Regions from separate parts of the Mus musculus genome. Here region 2 is linked to region 1. Evidence: chromatin contacts called from public HiChIP or PLAC-seq data. All regions are on one chromosome and are shown on one strand. The core of a region is the stretch at or near the end of the contact, and the rest is flanking DNA. Distances in the headings are between cores, read along the strand shown.

Region 1 (5,885 bases), core at 2,507-5,006:
TACACCACACAGGACTGAGTATTTTCTTGTCAATGTGGCATGTGATTTTTCAGCCACCTGCTCAATAATCCCTCTTCAGCTGCACAGCTGCCGCCACCGCCACACGCCTTGCTAGGCAGGTGCTTCGGTGAATTACCTGTTCTCTAGTGAAAAGAGTCCTTCACTGACACTTAGTGGACCCAGAACCTGCCAATCAGCACCGCCTATCTTCATTCTGCCTGTCACAGCCGACTTCTATCAGAGAGGTGATATGAAGGCACTACTTAACATACTGTGGGTTTTGTGTTTTGTTCATTTTTTTTCATTGCAGCATTGCTCTTTTATTTTTTAAAAAAAGGAAACTAAAAAATAAAGTAGATGTGAGAATTAAGCTGCTGAAAAGAAAACTTGCCGCACAACCAAAGGCTATCTTATCTTAGTACCTGGCAGTAGTCCCAGCCATGCTGGTTTTCCACAATGAAAATAACAATCGCTTAGCTGCCTTTGGAGCAGTGGAAGTATTAAGATGCCTGGCAAAGAAGTAGAAAGAGGAAGCGGAGTGGCAACTACTGGAGAACAAATGTCCCTGTATGTCTGTATCCTCCATGCCTGAACTCAGGCTCAAGTGTTGATAGTCAGATAATAAATAAGGAGTGGTTCTTCTGTTTAACAGAGCAGTCAGTAACTCCTCAACAAGTTAGCCTGTTCCAGGCACTTAGCTGCTAAATGCTAACTATAACACATTAATACAAGGAGCCACATCCACACACACAACATAGTCATAAGCAGTGAGGTGTCTGGTTATAAAGACTTCTCATGAGGAAATATTTCCTACCAAGAACGTGGAGGTGAAGAATTCAGTGGCTTCAGAATCACATTTACTCAAAATGCATCTAAGGGATGCTCACACTCAAAAGTCCAACTCTGAAACTACTAAAGCTAACCGAGGTAAACTTAATGTGAGGGTCTGCTTTCACTGACAACACTCAAGAAAAAAACACCAACAGCCCAAGAAGAAAAAGGCCTTAACTTCAGTTTAACTGGGGCATGCTAAGAAGCCTGGGACACACAGTTAGAAACAGCCTGGGGCACATAATGCTTTTGGTAAGGCTTAAAAACAGTTCTACTATAAAAAAAATTAAGTGTCAAAATAACCTGTTCTCTCCTATTAAAGTCCCACCATCTAAATGCCAGGCCATCATGTAAAGAAACTCAACGATATAAAGGATAATGGAGGGAGAGACCACAGTTAGCATTTCTTGTCTTGTCTTGAAAGACCTTTAACAAAAACCAAAGGGCCCCGTTCGATGATAAACTATAGAAAATGGTTAGATAGCTATTTTATACACTGCATACTGAATACAATCCCCTTTACAGTGAATCTTTTAAAAGATGTCCTTAGGGGGCTGGAGAGATGACTCATTGGTTAAGAGCACTGGCTGCTCTTCCAGAGGTCCTGAGTTCAATTCCCAGCAACCACGTGGCGGCTCACAACCATCTGTAATGGCTATACATAAAATAAGTAGTTCTTTAAAAAAAAAAAAAAAAAGACGTCTTTAAAGTCTTCCATGAAAACATCTTTTCTAGTCCTATCTATAGGTAATTGTTACATTTGTAATTACACTTGTAATACAATTACATTAGCTATAATTGATTATATATGTAATTGATGTGAGAGACTTAATGGTACCAAAATACTGCTTGGAGACTTTCATAACACAGTCAAGGACCTGATTCTTCCTATCCTTCTCTAATACCAGATCCAAAAGATTTTTAGCAGTTCCTCTCTGTGGCAAATTTCTCTCCATAATACCTGAATCATCTTCTCTCATTAAATACTGAATTATAAAAGGCAAGTTTTGTTTTCAAAACTTGTCTTGGGCAAATTGAGCAGCTTTTTGTTGTTGTTATTATTATGTAATTATTCACCAGGAAGTCACCATTTAAAAAGGGAACAGGGTGCAGGGCATAGGTGCATGCCTGTAATTGCTAGCACTGCCCAGGAATGATTTTGAGTTAGAGACCAGCCTGGGCAACTAATGAGTCCCTATTGGGGGAGGGGGCACTTGGTCCTGGACTCCCCTATCTTACTCATATACAGGCCTTTAGTGGTGTTCCTAAGAGAACAAACAAAAATAACTGCAGGAGACTCCCATTTCTATACAGAGACATTTAAATACAATGTTTTATGCAAGTACAGAACCTTCTTCACAGTCACCTTCCTCAAAGGTCTGCCACAAAGCATGAGGGTGGCGTGTCCCAGACGCTATTCCTTCACAACTTAGTTACAGGCTAACCAGAGGCAGGCACAACATGGCTGGCATCCTCTATTCTTCTGAAAAATGTGTGCCAGTGAGCCCTGCATTGTTCCTCACTCAAAAAGAAGAGCCTTTCTGTCTGGCCTCTTCCAATGGCAAGCCCCAGTCTGGAAAAGGAAGAAAATGGCACTGAGGAGCCTGGGAGATGGAGCATATCCAAAGCTCTCAGACAAGACTTGAACCTATGACCTTCACTGTGTACACAATAGGCGAGTGAGAGGGACCGGTTTATCTCTGCTGCAACAGTTCTCAGCCCTGGGGTAGCACTCCCGATAAAATGACACGACTATTGTGTGGCAGCAGAACAGTCATCTCTCACAACAGCCTAAACCAGCACTCCCTCCCCCAAGACAAAGCAGCAGGGGTGAAATTAACTCAAGGCTGCAGAGCAAAGCCTAATACAGAAAAGAGAGGCCTGTGGGGGCTTAGGGACTCTCCTCAACCCCTGGGGCTCTGGACACATGGCTGGAAACAGACAGGCTTTCTCCCCCATCTTTCCCACTCTCATTTAGGTAGGAAGCGGTTTCTGAGAGAATTTAATCATCTGTGATTTGTTCAGAAATATTCCCCCTGAAGGGCTCTGCTCTCTCCACCCTGTGTGAGCCTAATTCCTAGAAGCCGAAATGACTGTTTGCCGCTGCCTGTTTCACAAACACACATTAATTGGTCAGATGTGTCTCCTCCTCCTCAGCCCCAGAGGGAGGAAGGAGAATCTGAACCAAGCAGAGAGATGATCCAACCGTAATTACACATAAAGGGAAAAGAGGGCAGCATGGGGTTTCCAAACAGGACAGGGTCTCAAACCCTCCCGGGGATACAGGGACAGCAGTTTAAAGTCCAGGCCTAGGGATCCCTCCATCTTGAAGAAAAGGACAGGAGTAAAATGTGACCTAAGACTGGAAAGGCGCACACACCCACAACCTACTGCCTGCACGCTCCCAGCCACCTTGCTCTCCTTTCCCGGGTCGCGCACACGTCCTGCTTTCAACCCTCCGCTCCCGACGCTCCCCTGAGTCCCTAACGAGCCCCAGTCGCCCCGGGGCTCCCTCGGCAGAGCCTCCGAAAACTCTCTGGCCTGCCCCTACCACCTGGCCAAATCAGAGACTATCCCGGGCACCGCCACCCTCAGCCCGAACCGCCCGGGCCATGCTTTGAACTTCACCTCAGGCCCCCTCCCCCACCCACGCAACGACCCCGCTTTCCCCGCACACACCTTCCCCTCGCTCCGCCCCGGCCCCCCCAACCCCCACTTCCTCCGCCGGGCGCCGCTGCTCCGGCGCCCTCCGCGCCCCTCGGCGCCGGGCCTCCCCCAGAGTCGCCTCCCCCTCCCAGCCCCGGCTCCACACAAAGCTTAGACTCACCGCGCGGCCGGTCCCGGGAGCCGCCACCTCCGCCCGCCCGGGGCCCCGGGCCGCAGAGCCACCACTGCTACGCGTCCCGGGCCGCCATCTGGGCCGCGGCCCCTCCCCCTCCCCGCCCCGGCTCTCCGCCCCTCCCCGCGCCGCTCCGCCCCGCCTGGCCGGGGCCGCTGTGTCCGGGGCTGCGGGTCCCTCAGCTGCCGCCGCCGCCGCCGCCGCCGCCGCCACCGCCGCCGCCGCCGCCGCGATCCGGGACAACCAGGGCAGCCTGGAAGACCTGGACACTGGATTCTCGTGCTCTCGGATCCGGATTCCGTGCGCTATGGAGTCTGGAGCGGGCGAGTGCACGAGGAAACCCGGAACCTGGATGCAGGAGCTAAGTCCTGGGTCTCTAAATGCGCGGTAGCTGCGAGCCCTGAGAAAAGAATGCTGGAAAACCTGGCGGGCGGGTCGAAACTAAGATAAGCTCAGAAGACCGGGCTGGACAGTTTGAACCCAATGCTCTCTCCTCGTGCAGATTCCTGGCTGGATAAGACTTCTCACCGAAAAGTCTCTGGAGAAGCGTTAGCTCTTAAATACAGATGTTTTCTATCGTGGAAAGAGGAAAGATCATGGGATCTGAACATGAACCTTTCTACAAAGAACAGAAGACAAGTGCACAGCTCTTAACTGTCTCATCCATTTTGCCGCTTAGTTCGGCAAACTATTTTAAGTAAAGAATTTAGGGTGGGGGTTGGGGGGGACAGGACACGTGTCGTGGCGCACGTTTGCAGGTCAGCCGACAATTTGCAGGAGTCGTTCCCTCCACCATTTGGTTTTAGGGATCAAACTTAGATCCTTAGGCTTAGCAGCGCGCATCTTTACCCACTGAGCCATCTCACTGGCCCTCAAACTCCTTTTTTATTCAATGTCTTCAGTTTTTCTTTGATTATCGTTTGTTTTCCTCTAGAGTACCTGTGTCCCTTTCCACCTCAACATCCAGTATCACTAAATCTTACTGCTTTTTAACCTTGAGCCCGTTTCTGCACTCCATCTCACCATTCTGTCACTATAGATTGTGACTTTTAAATCTGTTACCTATCTTAAGGTTGCCCAGCACACCATCTACACAGCAGACATTCTGTTCTTGTGAAATTGAGCCCTCCCACCAGTTGCTTACGAAACTGCTTCATGACCTAAGACTTCCACCTCCTACCATAGCAAACCAATGTTTATCCAATTCTCAAGAACCCCCATCATGCCCTTCCTGTGTCTGAGACCATTTTATTCAGCTATGCAGTTACCTTTATTCTCTTATCCTAAGGGCACTCTTCACTGGTGCCATTCACAGTAGCATGTGACTTAGAGATCGAGTGAGTCATAACTTTGCTATCTTCACAGAAAGAAAAGGAGGGTGGGAGAGCTGACAGCTTAAAGATGAACGCTAAGCCCAAGCCCATCTAGTCTAGGAAAAAGTAATTCCCTCTTGGTCCATAGATAGTTTTATTGGATAGTAAAGGGACAGAACTGATGACTCAGAGTGGCGGCCAACTTACCAATCTATACTCTATATTACAAAATGAGGGCTTAAACAGAAAGGAAAAACAGGGTTTAGTGTTCCATATCTCTGTGATTTAATGAAGGGTTAAACATTGTAGCACTAGACTAAAACAGTTAGGGGACAAGGAAACAGTTCTACTTAGCTTTTAATCACAGTTAGCTGACTCTGACTAAAGACAAGGATCTAATGTATAAGACAGTAAGAGAATCTCAAGTTTTGACTTCTTGTATCTCGAGAGCAAGAATTGGCAAACTAGTAGCCCAAAGAACAAATCAGATTCACTACCACGTTTTGGTAAATCCTGTAAGTTAAAAACTAATTTTTACATTTTAACAATATTTAAATAAAAGAAGATATTTTACAACACAAAAGTTATAAGAATCTGGTGTGGTGGTACAGACTCCAGCACTTGGGAGCTTGACGCTAGAGATCTAAAACTTAAGGCTAGGCCTGGGCTTGAACTGGGTTACACAGACTGTCTCAAAAAAGTGTCTACAAACAGTTTCCCTGGCTGTAGCCAAGCTTTCTTGCTCACATTATCTATGGGTGTATTTGCAGTACCACAGCACAGCTGAATGGTTTATAAAACCAAAGCCATTTGCTGTCTGACCCTTATGGAATTGGAATGACTTTGCTAACCCCTGCCCCCTGCTGTTCAGAAGTCTCTAGCCACATATGAGCTACTAGGGC
Region 2 (5,471 bases), core at 2,175-4,674, 100 kb before region 1:
TGGGAAGGTCAGAGCACAGCAGCCTAGATGTAACCTTTCCCCGCTGTGGGACGGGTCTCCCCGCTGTGGGACGGGTCTCCCCGCTGTGGGACGGGTCTCCCCGCTGTGGGACGGGTGGGCGGTCTCTGGAAAGAAGCTGGAGATCTGAGAGGCTTCTTCCTTTCATCTCTTAAGTGCTCACACTGGGAAATCTGGCAGAAGTGCATCACGGATCAGGTCACACACCCTTCCTTACACTGCATGTCCTCTCTCCTCTCTTGCTGAGGCATAAATATACTGTAGCCATGGCTGGAGGCCATCCTATCAGCTGGAATCTTTCTCGGAAAATCCCTAGAGTAAAAAAGGTCAGAGCTCAGTACAACTGCGTTGAGGAAATTGTTGCCTGGGGTGACAGGGACTCACAGTGTCCACAGCTTTACTACTTGATGACCTAGCAGGAGGACTCAAGGTGACAGACAGCACGGCTGGGGCTGGCTCACATAGGTCCCTTTGCTTTCTTCTTTCAGCCAATCCTGAGAAGAACAGCAAACTTCGGAAATCTATTTCTCTTTCTGTAACCTCTGTGTGGCAGTTTCAGGGTTTGTTAAGAGAGCAGCATTCGGTAGAAGCAGCAATGTGCAAAGAGAAAGGCAGTCAACTTGCTGGGGTCTACGGGCCCTAGGGTCTTGGGATGCCACGACTCTCTATTTCACACACACAAGGACCATGCCAAGTTTCCATGGTAGGAAGAGGAACTGTTCCTAGACATCCTTTCTTTCTCCAAACTGTGACAACACTTACAGCTTCTGTTATGGACTAAATTGTGCTTCCTCCCAAATATATATTCTAATCCAAGGTACCTCAAAATAGCATCTTTGTTGTTTTAAGACAGCTCATACAGCCCTCGATGGCTCGGAATTCACTATTTAGCTGAGGCAGACTTTAAACATCTACACATCCTGCTTCCAACAGCCAGTGCTAGGATTTCAGCAGGACAGCACCATTGGCTATCATTTGTAGCCTTATAAAAAGGAGACTCTGGACACAGACACAGAAGCAAGATGGCATGTGAACAAGTGATACTAATCAAGCTGCCCAAATGCTACCCGTGACTTGCTCTCATCCTCAGCCCAGCACTCAGTAACTAACACTAGCATAAGCAGAAGGATAACACTTTGAATCTTCTCCAAACTAACCTGTGGACCCAATGAAATCCCAATCAAAATTCACAGCAGGCTTTTTTCATTAAGAAGTCACAAGCTGATCCTGACATTTATGTGGAAATGTGTACTGCGGAGAACAGCCCAGGTGATCTTAGGAAGTACAACCCAGCTAGGGAGAGGACTTACACTTCTAGGTGTCCTGACGTACAAAGGGGTAGTTAAGCCCTGAGTTTTCATGGGAGACTAAATAAGACAATGAATGCAAAGTAGAGAGCCCATCAGTAAGGCAGATGTGCCTTCTCTGTGCAGTGCGGGGAATGGTGGTGTTTTCAATGAGGTGCTGAGCAAATTATGGGCCCACAAGAATAAAAAACAAATTTGAATCTCAATTCAAACCTTAAATAAAAAATCAGTTACAAAAAGCAAGGTTCTCAGAGGAAATTTTGGAGATTATCTAAGACTATGAAAAACTGCTAAACATGACACAAAAAATTCCACTAATAACAAAAGGAAAAATAAAGACAAACCAGGTTTAATAAAAATGAACCTTATATGCATGAAAAGACTAACATTATAAAAAAGGCAAGACACAGAAGATTTCTATAACACATCTGATGTGTATCTATGACTAGAATATACAAACTATAACTCAATAAAGATATACAACCTAACCCAACAACTGACAAAAGGCTTAAGAGAAACATCACAGAAGATTTACATAGGTCAGTAAATACAAGACAAGATGCTAGATTTTACCATTCTTCAGGGAGGTACAAACTAACAACTCAGTGCGAAGCCACTGTCCACCAACCAGAAGGACTCAGATAGAAAGTGTCAAAGGGAAAGACAAAGGCAAATGCTGGCTAGGATGCAGACCACTGTCATTCTAGCATGTTACAGCACTGCGGAGGCAGAGGCAGGCACAGTTTAAGGCCAGCCTGGTCTACAGAGCGAGTTCCAGGACAGCCAGGGCTACACTGAGAAATCCTGTCTGGAATACCCCCTTCTTTCCCCCAAATGTAAACTAAATTACTATTTTGGAAACCTGGAAATATACATACATACATACATACATACATACATACATACATACATATCTGACCCAGTATAGCTAGGAATATGCACATATATGTCCTTAAAGTATGTCCAAGAATTTTCAAAGCAACTTTAAAAAAAAAATAGATCCAAACCAAAAATAAAGAAAAATGCTCATAAACAATAGAATGAGTTTATTCACATAGTGGAACACTCAAATAAAGGAAAGAGTTAATTATAGGTCAGCTGTGGTAGAGCATACCTTTAAACCCAGACCCCAACAGATAGAAGCAGGAATCTGTGAATTCTGGGCCAGCCGGGCAACATGGTGAGACCCTGTCTTAAAAGTTAACTAACTACATGCAACATGGCTGAATCTCGCTGGCATAATGCTGAGCAGCTCAGCATCACAAAGTGCATACTATAACAATTTATGCACGCAAGCTTCAACCGGGTGACACTAACCCACGACAGTGGCAGTCAGATTTACGGGAGGAACCAGGAGGCGCTGTTCTGACCATCCTGCTCTTCCTCACCTTAGGTCCCAGGAACACAGGGTGTACTCATCTTGCAAGTTCAATGATCTGTATGTATGCATGTGGTTCATGGCCATCCTTATCACTGTTCAATGAGACCTACTGATAAAAACCCAAATATCTGCACCAGCGAGGAGTGTAACAAAGCAGGCAGTGGCAGATCTGCTGAGACACAGGCCAGTTCTGTTCCTTAGACAATCAACCTGCAGTCCAGCAGCAAAGCAGCCTAGCATCTGATGTGACAGCACATGGTGGGGAGAGGGAAGACTTCGTTTTTCTTTTTTTAAACCATTCTTTATCCATGCTGATATTGATTCAAGAGATTTTAAAATGTAATTCTACGGAGAGAGCTAACCACTGGAAAACAGAGGGAAACTTGGTAAATCATAAAATGCACTGTTTCCGTACTTTAATGTTAAAGGACCTGTGAATTCCTGAGAGGTGTTGGGTGTCTGACCAAGCTAGTCCCCCAGTTACTTTAGGGCTAAACAGTACATTTGACTATGAGGTCACTAAGAGTAGAAAATTATTTCACAGCCTTTTAGGCTTTAAAAAAAAAAAATCCAAAAACAAACAAACAAACAAGAAAACAAAAAACAAAGCAAAAAACCAAAAAACAGAAACAAAAACAAAAAAACAGAAGAACTGGATGGGGATGGGGTGGGAGTCTACTCAAGTCTTACTATCAGCCTTTGTCTAGTAGCTTGTTGCTATGGAGAAGGCCATGAAGGCACAACGGAAAAGAATAAAGGACCTGGCAGGAGTAAGAACAGGGGCAGGGGATTAAAGGGAAATTCTTTAAGCAATTAGCAAGACCTAAAAATGACACACTTTCCATGTTTTCCTAATCCAGTCCCCCATGAAAAGTACATGGGCCTGGTTTCTCACTATAATTTAACTCAGAAACAGAGAGGCCTGAATGGCCCTAACAAAGCCTAAGCCTTGGCAGACATATCGTAAGGCCATTTAGCAATGTTGTCTCATGCCAGGAGGAATAAGCTACCTACCCACTCGATCCTGGGGAAATTATCTCCAGCTGCCTAAATTATAAAGTTGATGCCCCGTGATTTCTTTGTTCCGTAAAGCCTAAGGGAGAAGGGATAATGAGGAATCAGAAGGGGAGGAGAACGACCTCTAGTTTTAGATGGGAAAAAGAAGGGAAGGGAGGGGAGATGAGAGGGAAAGCAGGAGGCCAGGAGAGGAGGGGAAAGGGGAGAGGGGCGAATCAAAAAATCACCCCCCCCCCCATTAAGAAACAGTAACATGTAGCAGCAGTGTGGGAGCAAAGCTCTGCCTGAACTGGTTTAAAACTGCTGCCTGCTGCCCTGGGAGCAAGGGCTAGTTGCCAAGATTGTTGATAGCTTCTGCTCACCATTGCCACAGCAGCTTTATAAGCGGTGCAGGCCCAAGACCTGTTTTTAGCAGTGTGAGCACTAAGACCAATGAATGACCTCTAGATCTCATCACAAAAAAACCCAAAACCCAAAAACCTGACAAGGACTATGTTGTCTTCTGTCCCATGCAAATGATCACAGAGCATAAATACTGAGCTCTATAAGGAGCACACAGATGGTGTAGTTCAACCACTGCTCTTAGGAAAGGGAAAGCAGCGCACAGACTAGCTAAACGAGCTTATCACAGAGCAAGAGAACACTGACGCTCTGAAGAGAAGCCAGGGCTAGGCTAGTGCTCAGATCCACGTCATTATCAGAACTGCATTTATGGTCCAGGCTTCACTTATCTGAACACTTAAGCTTTGGCCACTAAATCACCTGTAAAGGATGACATTGGTACAAAAATGGGCCTGTGTTCCACATGATCTGAGGAGAATTTATTTTATGTTTATGAGCACACTGTAGCTGTTCTGATGGCTGTGAGCCACCATGTCGTTGGTGGGACCTTTGGAACTCAGGACCTTCGGAAGATCAGTCAGTGCTCTTAACCTCTGAGCCAATCTCTCCAGCCCCCATGAGGGAATTTTCAAAACAACTTTACCTATTTGCAAGCCTACAGCCGAACACATACAAGGTCTCCCTGTACTCTGCTGGCATATGTCTGTGGCATGGGGGTGAGAAGAGGTGGGTTACACTAAAGGAACATGTCTCTATCCCTTGAAGATAGGTACTCTATTTTGTAATTCGTAAAATAAACTCAAAAGAGACTATGAATCAGTTAGGGCTTCAAGATTAACTAAATATATGATAGTGGGGTGATAACACAATCCACTTGGGTATAGAAACACATCATGCCCTGAAGCACCCTGGGAGGAAGCTGTTAGATGGGAAGAATGTGTTGTCTTTTTTTTTTTTTTTTTCTTTCTTTCTTTTTTGGTATGGGAAGGGTGGGAGAAAGTAGGTATTGATTTGCCTAATGTTTCCTTTGTGTGGCTGCTGGTGCCATGTAGTGGTCTGTCGCTATGAAGATTTGTGGTACCAGACAATGGCTACTAGGCTTTCATGAGTCAGGCTACTATGCAGTAGGCTAAGTAGTGGGGAAAGCTTGGCCACTCCATACCACCTTTCTCCAGGTGAGTGTTGCCAAAAGCAAGACTGAGAAGAAAGGCAATTCATGTAAGAAAAACCAGTAGCTAAGTACAAACATTGAAAATTCAGCATTTCACAGTTTATACACAAATGCTCCTATACCAGAATCACAAAGGTTAACTACCATTTTAAAAAAGAGTCGCAGGGGGTTTGTAAAAAGGACTCACAGCAGGTCCTTAAGAGGTCACTAAGAAGCACTGGGCAGTTTCTTAGGA

What was found. HiChIP or PLAC-seq counts read pairs in DNA pulled down with a chosen protein or histone mark.
Region 2: an H3K4me3 HiChIP or PLAC-seq map of embryonic forebrain shows a contact between it and region 1, with 4 times the contacts expected there. The contact joins the enhancer-like site here to the promoter of Zfp609 in region 1. A contact is called at or near these places in 8 of 39 promoter capture datasets (the 3T3-L1 cell line, the HPC-7 cell line, HPC-7-derived erythroid cells and 5 more), 2 of 15 datasets of contacts at CTCF or cohesin (CD8 T cells and large pre-B cells), 2 of 484 Hi-C or Micro-C datasets (brown adipocytes and uterus), 27 of 115 datasets of contacts at active chromatin or transcription factors (the 230-238 cell line, CD8 T cells, the HPC-7 cell line and 17 more) and 3 of 9 other capture datasets (adipose tissue, liver and pancreatic islet).

Annotation. Positions count from the first base shown.
Region 1 is chr9:65,823,808-65,829,692 of GRCm38.p6, forward strand. Zfp609 (zinc finger protein 609) reads right to left here and starts at 3,757. Exons shown (of 10, transcript NM_172536.3): 1 at 3,659-3,757. Trip4 (thyroid hormone receptor interactor 4) reads right to left here. Exons shown (of 14, transcript NM_001357872.1): 14 at 5,120-5,885.
Region 2 is chr9:65,721,092-65,726,562 of GRCm38.p6, forward strand. The region is part of intron 3 of Zfp609 (zinc finger protein 609); the gene reads right to left. Among named protein-coding and RNA genes, the nearest start is that of Oaz2, 47 kb to the left of the region's middle. Within about 2 kb of position 3,425, at least 84 of the 459 cell types and tissues checked have an H3K27ac peak or open chromatin away from gene starts, as enhancers often do. A contact at or near this core is called in adipose tissue, brown adipocytes, cardiomyocytes and 8 more, where this site is marked.